Regions from separate parts of the Anas platyrhynchos genome. Here region 2 is linked to region 1. Evidence: chromatin contacts called from public Hi-C data. All regions are on one chromosome and are shown on one strand. Each heading gives the region's core, a stretch centred on a gene start, on an enhancer-like site or on the middle of the called end of the contact. The rest is flanking DNA. Distances are from core to core; before and after follow the strand shown. Region 1 overlaps PLA2G4A (phospholipase A2 group IVA). Region 2 has its middle 29 kb from the start of PDC.

What was found. Hi-C and Micro-C count contacts between places; a contact is called where the count stands out from the background.
Region 2: a contact with region 1 is called in a Hi-C map of small yellow follicle, with 4 times the contacts expected there. The contact joins two enhancer-like sites. A contact is called at or near these places in 4 of 8 Hi-C or Micro-C datasets (F1 follicle, F5 follicle, small yellow follicle and 1 more).

The regions. Positions count from the first base shown.
Region 1 is chr8:21,891,362-21,896,659 of IASCAAS_PekinDuck_T2T, reverse strand. It overlaps PLA2G4A (phospholipase A2 group IVA), which reads left to right. Exons shown (of 19, transcript XM_005015357.6): 19 at 1-588. Among named protein-coding and RNA genes, the nearest start is that of PTGS2, 120 kb to the left of the region's middle. Within about 2 kb of position 2,364, at least 8 of the 8 cell types and tissues checked have an H3K27ac peak or open chromatin away from gene starts, as enhancers often do. A contact at or near this core is called in F1 follicle, F5 follicle and small yellow follicle, where this site is marked.
Region 2 is chr8:22,087,974-22,092,861 of IASCAAS_PekinDuck_T2T, reverse strand. No RefSeq gene overlaps it. Among named protein-coding and RNA genes, the nearest start is that of PDC, 29 kb to the left of the region's middle. Within about 2 kb of position 2,326, at least 5 of the 8 cell types and tissues checked have an H3K27ac peak or open chromatin away from gene starts, as enhancers often do. A contact at or near this core is called in F1 follicle, F5 follicle and small yellow follicle, where this site is marked.

The DNA of each region.
Region 1 (5,298 bases), core at 1,115-3,614:
GGCAGGCACAGAGATAATTGTCACAAGGGTATCATTTTGTGTAAAGACTACCCAAAGCATATCTGATCTTGTTTGATAATTTTGCGACAAAACAACTTTACTATAACTGCTCCTTTATCCAAGTTTATTGCTAATTCAGTGACTGTTCATCTTATTGTGAATAATTGAGCTATTTTTAATTGCTAAAATCTGTAAGCCCAGAGGAAGGGAAGTAATTGTAATGCATAATAGATGCTGCATCATCCCTCCTTAAATCTACATGCAATGCTAGGTAATTAATTAAATTTTCTGTATTGATTAATAGGTTTTATTTCTGTTTGATGTAATGCATGTTTGAAATCAAGAGAGAAAATAAAAATAACTTATCTTAGTGCTGCATAACTTAAACATTTTTCAGTAAATTTTGGAATACAGGAAGAAACTGGTACTGCTATTGTAATATTTTCTTTATATTTTCCCCTTTTTGTTAATGAGGTAATGTTTGTATTTTGTAAGATGCACCTTCTCTGTTTTATAGAAGTTTTATCATACTTTACACAGTTTATAATATTACAGTGTTATCAAACAATAAAAAAAATATATTTGGCACCTACTGTTTTCAGTTTATTTTCATCATTTACATGATATTTTCACTTTTTTTTTGGTGAAGGGTTGTGGAACATCTTTGTGGTGTATGTGGAACCTGGTGGAGCAGCTCTTATGCAGGGAATTCAGGGCTTTCCTTGTTAGTCTTTCTTTCTAGTTTAAATGTTACAAATGCAACTTCTTTGAGCAGCCCAATGTGTGCTGATCATGCGTCAATCCATTTCAATCCCCGCTGTTGTATTTTGCTGTCACCGCTCTGCCAGCTGCTTTGTGCTTTCTCTTAAGAGCTTGACAGCATGGGCTTGAATGCTGGGTTTTTACTATCTTTAATCTCAGAGTTCTTAAAAAGCAGGTAAAAGTTCCTCAAACCTGTTTGGGTCAAATAGCTTTTGGCTTGTTGCTTCCTTTTGCTGAAAACCGAGCACAGTCTGTCATCTGCAGGTTCTTCAGAAATGCAAGGTCATCACTGTGATGAGAGATGCATAAATACTCCCCATCGCTCTTTGGCAAGTAAGGCTAGGAGTTAGCTATGACCAGTAGATCTCCAAATAAAATAGTAGAGGAGTCAAAAGCTTTAGGTCTAACATGCATATGGGGGGGGTAAACAAATGTTTACCTCTGCTAAAACCAAATCTATCAGAACAAAACCTTGTTCTAACTCTTTCAAGCGTTTGAAATGTCTCAGCCTCTCCAGAAGCTCATTGGTAAGTTCATAATTATAATTTCACTAGTCTCAAACTAAAACCTCACCTAATTTTAGTTTAACTTCAAGTAGAGAAATTCATTGTGATACGATCAGAAACTCGGAAATTGAAAACTATTTCAGCTCAGCTTTAGAGTCTTACGCAGTATATTAAAAATAGTCTGTAGTCTTAATATTCTTAGACAGTATATTAAAGTCTGCAGTCTTACCTAGTATATTAAGAATTACATCAAAGGACAATAAAAAATGGAGAAAAAAACAAAACAAAACAAACAAAAAAACCACACAAAAACCCTTCCACTTCTGACAAGTGATGGGAAACTAAGAACACTTTTTTTTTTTTTTTCCTTAGCCTAAAGATCTAGTCTTCCGTTTCCCTATCCGTCTCCTAACTCTGCTTGATCTCTTTTATCCCTGTGATATTTTTTTCCATCAAGCATATGTATGTTTGGAGGAGATTCTTCTCAAATGCAAGTACAAACACGTGTGCTTGGGTGTGGATTTTCTCAAAATTTACCTATAAGGTAGTAGAAGGTGGATTTTGAGGGGGAAAAAAATACAATTTTTGCAATTTGTGCAGCCATGGAGGTGCCCCCATGCTGGCCTGGTGCCTGCAGAGTGCTCAGCCCTGCCGTTGGCTGGGCGTCTGGGGAAGGCAGGCATGCAGCTTTGCAGAGAGAGCTTCAGGCTATGCCCCCCACTGCCAGGGGAGGAATTGGAATTTTTTAGAGGAAATGAATGCTCAGAATGAAATCTGTGCCGGAAAGCATGAGAGCACAAGGACATTGGCCTCAAGACTGTTTGCATCAGCATGTAGAAAACATTCTGGCTGGGAGCTAGGGTTGTGGCGAATGTGCTTTCTGTTTTGACCCAGCATGTTTTGTCTGGGGGATGCAACCTGAGAAGCCTAAGCAGGCTCTGGTATTCTCTTTGCAGGCTGGATTGCCCACAGATCTCAGCTTTTAGAGCACTAGCTTGATTTTGAGGCTCAGCTGCTCTGGACGAACAAATGGATGGGATTTTAGCAGTGCTGCATAGGAGGTTGTGCAACCAAAGACATTTACATACCACATGTTTGCTCTGATGCTCACTCAAAGCAAAAGCATGTAGACATTTCCTGAAGCTGTAAATACACCCATCACTCTTACTGCTTTTTCATTTCACATACGGGTTAGATTTGTGTATCAATCTGACTCACTCAGTTAAGTTGTTACACACTCGCTCTTCTCACGCTAGGTAAGCAGATCGTCATAGCAAAGAATTCCCCATGACAACAAAATCATGAGACTATTTTGCATGTGAAGAAAAGAGCACAATGATAAAGTTCACAGAGTGACCTGTTCACCTTCGGACTAGCCAAAAAGTTAAAATTTTCAGTACAATAGGAACAGCAATTTCTTGTGTGACTGTTTAATCCCTGAGTGCCATGCTGCAGGTATTTGGCTCAAGCAGAAATCAGGGACTGAAGCCCAAGCCAGCAGGCTTCTGCTCCGTTTACGTCTTGTCAGAAGAAGTGTTGGAATAGAAGGGGAGAAGGGAAGAGCTGCGCTGGGCTTCCATGCCTTGGTTGTGTTAAAGCTTTCCCACTGCCTTGGAGACCTGAGCGCTGACCCAACTTTCTCCTTAAAGAATATTTTGCCTTTGATCAGAGCAGTGCTCCTCACGTGCTTTCTCCTGGAAGCCTGTGGCCAAGCTAAAAACAGAAACTTGAGCACTTTAGGGTGACTTTTGACCTTCTTGTTCAACTGAGCAGAGAAAACTAGGCAGCTCTGTTTTTATTCAGTATCAAACAAGAACTTCTGCCGTGATGAAGTCACACAATTTCTTTCTTACCATTTTCTATTTAGCCTCACCTCTGCTCCCAGCCCAGCTTTCTGGAAGGGCTCCATGGGATAGGTCCCTGGGGCCAGCATCTGCCCTGCAAGGGACGCAGGCACTTGCCCCCTCTGCCAGGCACCCGTAGCGCTTCAGACGAGGAGGTAACGGCGCAGGCATGTTCCCCACCACACATTATAGCCATTCTTTTGCCAACACATTGTTTAGGGTGTGTTATGGAAAAATATGAGAAGGAATTAATGTGATGACATGAAAAGAAATCGAGACAAGTATTTTGCCAGTGTGGCTGGGAAGAAGAAACGCTGATGCTTTGCAGCTGCTGATTTAATACAAATGCTTCCTTCTGGTCCAGTTTTGCTAAATCCTGGGGCTTTGCTACAGGACATTTTTGTCTTACGGCCAAACGCTGTTTATGAGGCTAGCTAATCTGTGCTAACAGCCTGAATGGCTGATACCTGCATATTGGCAGACCCGGCCCCGAATGTCAATCTGTCTGGCTGTGAATGCCCATCTGTCTGGCTGCCACTCCCATCCGGTCAGAGGCATGGCCCTGGGGAGGGCTGGGCCCCATTGGAGCCCATGGGCAAAAAACACACCAGGGCTCATGTGTGCTGTGGGCAGTGAAGGCAGTTTTATCATCCTGGGGCCATTCACGTGGCCATGAACTGGTGGCCTGCAGCATTCAGTGTTTTTCCATTTGCCTAGGAAAGCCATCAGAGAACACTGATGAGGTGGTTTTGCCTTTGGTAACCTCTTCGTGTTTTCAGCAGGACCTCACTCAACCTTGCAGAGGTCCAAAAAGTTAGTAATGCTGACAAGCTCGTCAGCCATTTCTCCCCCATTATTTTCCCTTCCATCTGTAGGTGGAGATGCCTCTTCTGAGCATGTTTTGAGCAGGTTTCAATAACCAACACACCACAGACCTGTTTCTCTTGTTGCATGCCCAGGTGTCATTTTTTTCTCTCTTCCTCTTCCTCTTCCTCTTCCTCTTTGCAGGTGACAAGGGGGTGTTGGAAACAACAGGGACAATCATTTTACATCCCATGTCTTCAGTGTGTCTGTATTGGCTACTTCCTTCCCTTCATTTTGGCATCAGAGCTGGTGCTCTTTCCCTGCATGCATTACTCTGTATTATCACTCTTTTTGAGCCTGAACCATTTCTTCCTCATTTCCTGCACTATGCCCAGCAAATGCTGTTCAGCAGCAAGGGGGCAGTGGTCTCAGGGTGCCGCTGTGAAAGCAAGATGCAAAAACTGTGTGTGGGCATTGTGTATTCTTGATTCCCTAAGGGAACAATCTGTGCTCTCTGTTCCTCATCACCCCTCTGGGCACTTTTGGAACAAGATACGGAAGCACAGCAGCACCACAGTGCATGGAAAGGCTGCCATCCCTCCTGCTGCCTGCTGGAGGAAAAGACTGCTGCTTGCAGGTCACCCATGTTCTGCAAAAAAATGTAGGGGGCTGTAATGCACCACCACTCACCTTAGTCTTTGTATTTGCCAAGTGTAACTGTGGCGAGAAAATAAGACAATTGTATTTTTCACAAATCCTACCTCCTCCTGACCTGCTCCTTGCTTTCAAGCCATGTTGGCATAATAGAAGTCTTCCCTTAATATTCCACTGCAATGAAGCAAGAAGGCATGCAGGTGTCTGAAACTATTTTAAATGCCCCCAACTACCCAGTTAAGAACTATCATCTTCTAGATGAAGAATGCAGATACATGTTTATACAGATAAATATATGTATTTAAAATTTATGCTCAAGCTACTGAACTGTAAGTTTTCTTCTTGTCCCCGTGGACCAGAGCATGTTTTCAGCTAAAGGTAATATTAAAAGTAAAAATGATCACTGCCATGATACTGAGTTCATGAAGGCAGCATAGCGATGGGGGTCAGGGTCTGTCTTTTGGCTTGTAAATGATTTGATATTGGTAGTGAAAAGAGCAGTGTTGAGTTATGTGTGTAGCAAAACATGATGAAAACTATGTTTTAGGTTTAAAAAAATGCCTAAGACTGGATGGACATGAAAAACAGGTAAACTCTGAGAAATATCAAATTGCCTTGTATCAGGTTTACACATGAACAGAGGCAGAAAGCATCCCTGAACCTTGAAGACTGCAACCTCAGTTGTTTCATGCAGTATAGACTTAAACACACTGTTTTCCTTACAATGA
Region 2 (4,888 bases), core at 1,077-3,576, 200 kb before region 1:
TCATTGGTTACTTAATGTCTTTAAAAATCACAGATACATAAGAAGAATTTTTTTTATAGATAAGTGGACCTGTCAATATCTGACAGAGGTTCTTCTAACATTACTTTCTGAAGAGGTTTTAGAAATGCATAAATGTCTTCTGTTATCAGTTGCAGTACAATGCATCCACTCAAATACTGAGAAATGTTACAGTGGTCATTATCATTTTATCAATAATTGTTTGGCTAATCACCCTAAGTGTTTCAATCTTCTTATCTGGCAGGGTGGAAAGAGTCTGGAGTGGAGGGCTTTACTTTTCATAGGCACATACCACAATAGTTTCCTGATTCACTGTTGAAGACCTTTAGCAAAATAAATTGCTTTTAAAGCTGAGAGGAAAACAAAAAACAAAAAACAACAGGATGTATATCACAAGAATTCTATTTGCTCATCTTTTTGTGGCTTTCGTCTTGCCAGGTTGAATGAGATCTCCACATCTCTCATTGGAGCTGCTTTTGGCCCAAAGAGCTCATAACACAAAATAGATAAGAGAGTAGAGCATAAGCAAGTCGAGAACCTAAAGCCTATAACATAAGCAATATGTTAATGTGAAATATGTTAATGTGAAAATGTGAAGTGACAGCCAGGACAGGACTCATCAAAGATCAGAAGATGGGTATATAATATTGGTAGTGAGTACCCATCTATAGCCACGGTTCTGGCCACCTAACTCTGGTAGTCTCCATGGAGAAATCCCAGTCCGAGGTAGAAGGGATGAATTAAAAGTTCATAGTCATTGGTTCCTAGATGAGAGAGGAACTTGCTTAACCCCTCATATTGTTGTTGTTACTATAAAAAATAATTCATGGTTCATGAGGTATAACTGACTTTCAAGATATCCAAAGTAAAGTAAAGATCTTCAGAGAAATCTCACCAGGATACTAAAGTGCATTTTGGTGTGCGAAAGAGAAGGTCAATAGGTAAAACATGGTAGAGTCATGCTGGAGTGCTCTGAATGGAGAAACCCAGTGAGGTAAGGTTTTAGTGTAGCAATGTTCATTTATTGCATATCTCACAGTAGCAAAAGGAAAGGTTCAGACCAGACTTCAGCTACTTTCATAGTTATGATCTTTTGAAAAGCATATCAGCCCTTAAGAAGGTATCAGCATCACTTGGATCAAGTGTGTTGAGAGCCTGGAAATTATTTACTAAAGAAATTAGACAGAGAGGAAAGTGTATAAAGTTCTGGCTTATCTGAAACATCTCAGGCAGTAATATATTTTTTCCTCAAGAAAAAAAAAAGTCAATAAAACTATGTTGCAGAGAAGTAGTTCTGACAAGTAATGAGGCTTCTAAATATCAAGTGAGAGGTAAAGAGGAAATACTGTGCAGATGATGCAAGTACCCCAAAGGAGGATGAAAGAGAAATGGAGGCTTAAGGTGAAATGAATATATCTTGCTCTTTCCAAATGAAACAAAGAATCACAGTTTTACAAGCAATTGAAAATAGATTAAATGCTCTAAAAAGACATCATCTTCCTCCTTCATTCTTTTTCCATTTGGCAACATGTACAGAGAGAGATGCTCCAAGGGAACACCTGCTACTTGTAATAATCTTCAGCAGCCCCCAAGGTCATACATAACTGGCTTAAATTATAGCAGGATGTTGTGAGTTATGTTATGTGACTGAATGGGCACATCTGTCCTGGGCCATGGGGACCGCAAAGCCATCTTAAAGCATCTTCTGCATTACCTCTCTCCAAGTTAAATCTGTCCCACAGCTGTTACTGAAGATTGTCGTCACTATCCTTTCCTGTATTATTTTCCATCTTTAGAATTTCAAAAAATGCAATAGTTTTGACACGGGGATTTGTTAGATGGAGGCTTTATCATATTTTCAGTGACCTTCCCCTAACCTCACTGGTATGGTTTGAGAATATTTTTCCAAATTGATAGATAAAACTCTATCTAGTAATGGAAAAACTTGTTAACATGTTCCAGTGGTTTAAGTCTGAACTCCTTCCAGCCCCATGTTTTGGCTTCTCTCTGCTGCAGCAAAAAAACAAACAGATGAAGGCAGCAGAACTGGCCATCTTCTCCAGTTTAAGGCTTTTGCTGAATATGCTTGCATATTTCAACAGGTTGTTCCAATATAAATACCCCTCCTGCACCACCACCACCCCCCCCCCCAAAAAAAAAAAAAAAAAAAAGGACAGGAAACCCCAAACTGAGTGGGATAGAGCTCTTTCACAGAATGCCTGTGTCAGGAAAGCTCTTGACTGTGAAGGCGTAGGGTACAGCATGTTGTCGAAAGATAAAAGATAATTGCTAAGCAAAACTGTGAAACAGTCTGGCACTCACGTCTCCTGTGCTGATATCCAGACTGCAGGAAAACGGGCTTGGTGTCAGACCATGGGGGGCTACTGGAGAAGGGGTGTCAGGGATTCCGTTAAACCACAGTCCTTCCTCCCTGTTCCTCAGAATGTCAAATGCCAGAACTATTTTTCTTTGCTGTTCCATACCGCACGCCTGCTGCTGCTCAAAAATGAGTACCTAGAGCACATCACTGTCCAGTCACGTCCACGTGGCTCATCTGCCTCATAGCGATGCCTCATGCTGCAGTCAGTAATGGACAATGTGGGGATGAGCAGGGGCATGGGTCACATCTTTAGGACCTTCCTCCTCTTCTGGCTGACTCTTTTGAGGGATTTAAAATTGTCTGAACTATTACAAACTCCACAGGGAAGAAAAATAAGAAAATATAAGAAAATTGTAAACAGTGCTATAATTCTTGTATGTGAACATTGGGCCAGTTATCACCGATTATCAATACAAGGCTTTGATACAACTTTATGCTTATAGCCAAGGAGTACTACAATAACAAAATTTCTACTTTACTTTCTTGTGAAGCATCATCATGGTGTTTTAGGAATTCAATGCAAGGAAGAATAGCGATTTTTATTTTTGTTTGTCATCTTACTGAGCTGCTATGACTTCATTGTCTGAAATAAAAGAAGTGCTCGTGATCTGAAAACATTTTTTGCATTTTTCTTTTTTTCCAAGACAAGTTTAATCTCATAGGTTGCTGAGTGTGTGTAAAATTAAATATCTTCAGAAAACAAAATGCAATCCATCTTAGTTATGAATCCAGTCTTGCATGCCAGACTGATATGTGAAGAAAGCCTATGAACATATAATTTTCTAAAATAACGAAATGTAATTCTCTTTTTCTCTTCCCCTTCTACTAAACTAAGTTTGAACTTCTGGAACTAAAACAACACTGATTTTATTTGCTGTAAAAACCCTGATCCAATCTGTGTTTGCACCATTAGTTGCTCTCATCTGTATGCTGATGTGGACTTCACATGACCTTTTCCCGTAAAGTTGCGTAGAAGAGAGATGTGGTTCAGCAAGGTAATTGAAATGTGGAAAAAAGATATATATTTCGTTTGAGTCAAAATAACATTTTCAGTGCTTTTTGCTGAAATGAGTACATAAAGTTATTTTGGCTTAGCTTAATACTGTACTAGGATGTTTTATTTAATTTTGAAATTGATGTTTTTAGATAATATTTTCATTTTTAATTTTAGTTCATTTTAAATTGTTTCTTGATGACTTTGGTACATTGAAGTGCAACTTCTGAGTTACAAATGTCCAAATCCTTTTGAAATTTCTTAGTTCTTTCCCCCCCAGTTGAAAATAACTGACAACCAAATCAAAATTCTGGGCATTTTCTTAGTCTTCCCCTCACCCCAAAGTTACTTTACGTTTGGTTCCTGGGGGAAGCTGAAGAAAGGTGGAAGTTGTGCTACTTTGTATACAGGCTATTAATGTTTGGCTCAACCCTGTTCTGTACTGACTTTCTTTTCATTGGCATTTGAGGTCTGGCATTTGAGGGCTGACCTTCTCTGAGACGTGCTGGAAAGCAGGAGGGATGCACGTAAGGATGTGATGTGTATCCAGAAAGCAACCTCTGGTGTGGTGCTAAAACTACAAGTGCTGCATCTCCCTGTGCTGCATGAACCTGAATTACAGGCCAAACTCAGCCCAAAATAGGTGGAATTTTGATGAGATCAGTGAAATTATGCTAATTTATGGGAGATGTGACTGTAGTTCATAGATTTAGAGGCACCGTCTCAAAAGTAAAGTAATTCTTTCTGGTCGTCAGACCACACTACCACCAATCCTCAACTTGTTTGTGCGGAGCCAGTGATTGATGCAATTACCTTGAATGTTTTGGCAAGATAGATGTTTGCAAGAGCTGGCTGCTGGCTGTGGTTTTTAATGCTTCATGTACTAAAGGTGTGATCCACATTTTCATTTTCTTATTCTAAACACTCAGCTTCAGCTGCACAAATAGTCACGTAGGTTCAAAATGGTATAAGCAAAACGTGTTCAGACTGCCTGCTTTTTTTCCAGCAAAAGTAATTCTCTAAACTTTCCTTCCCTACTACAATATCATTGGTATTAATAGGAAAAATGGTAAATCCTTTCACTTCAGACCTGGGTGCTATTAGTTAGCTACCATCCCTACCTACAGCATGCCTCCTCACTTCCTTTCATCTTGCTGGCCAACACATATACTGATAAGTTAATGTGTACCTCTACTCTATTCTAGGCTTGAAATGAAAGGATTTACCTATTCAGGTGTCAAATGGGGCTTGAAGAATCTCTGGACCATGTTATTCACTGTGTTTAACATTATCCTGAGGAATAAAACATTTTGCCTAATGTCTAGGAGAAGATTCCTGTGGCCAGAAGATGACTTCTTCGTCTATTCTTTCTTACATTGTCCTCTCATTTTCCTGTTGTATTCATCATTATGGCCTCAAAGCACCTATTTAGTGAATGGAGCTCTGAAACCCAGTGGATGTGTCATGGTCATTTGGTGATCCATATGCTAGTCTGG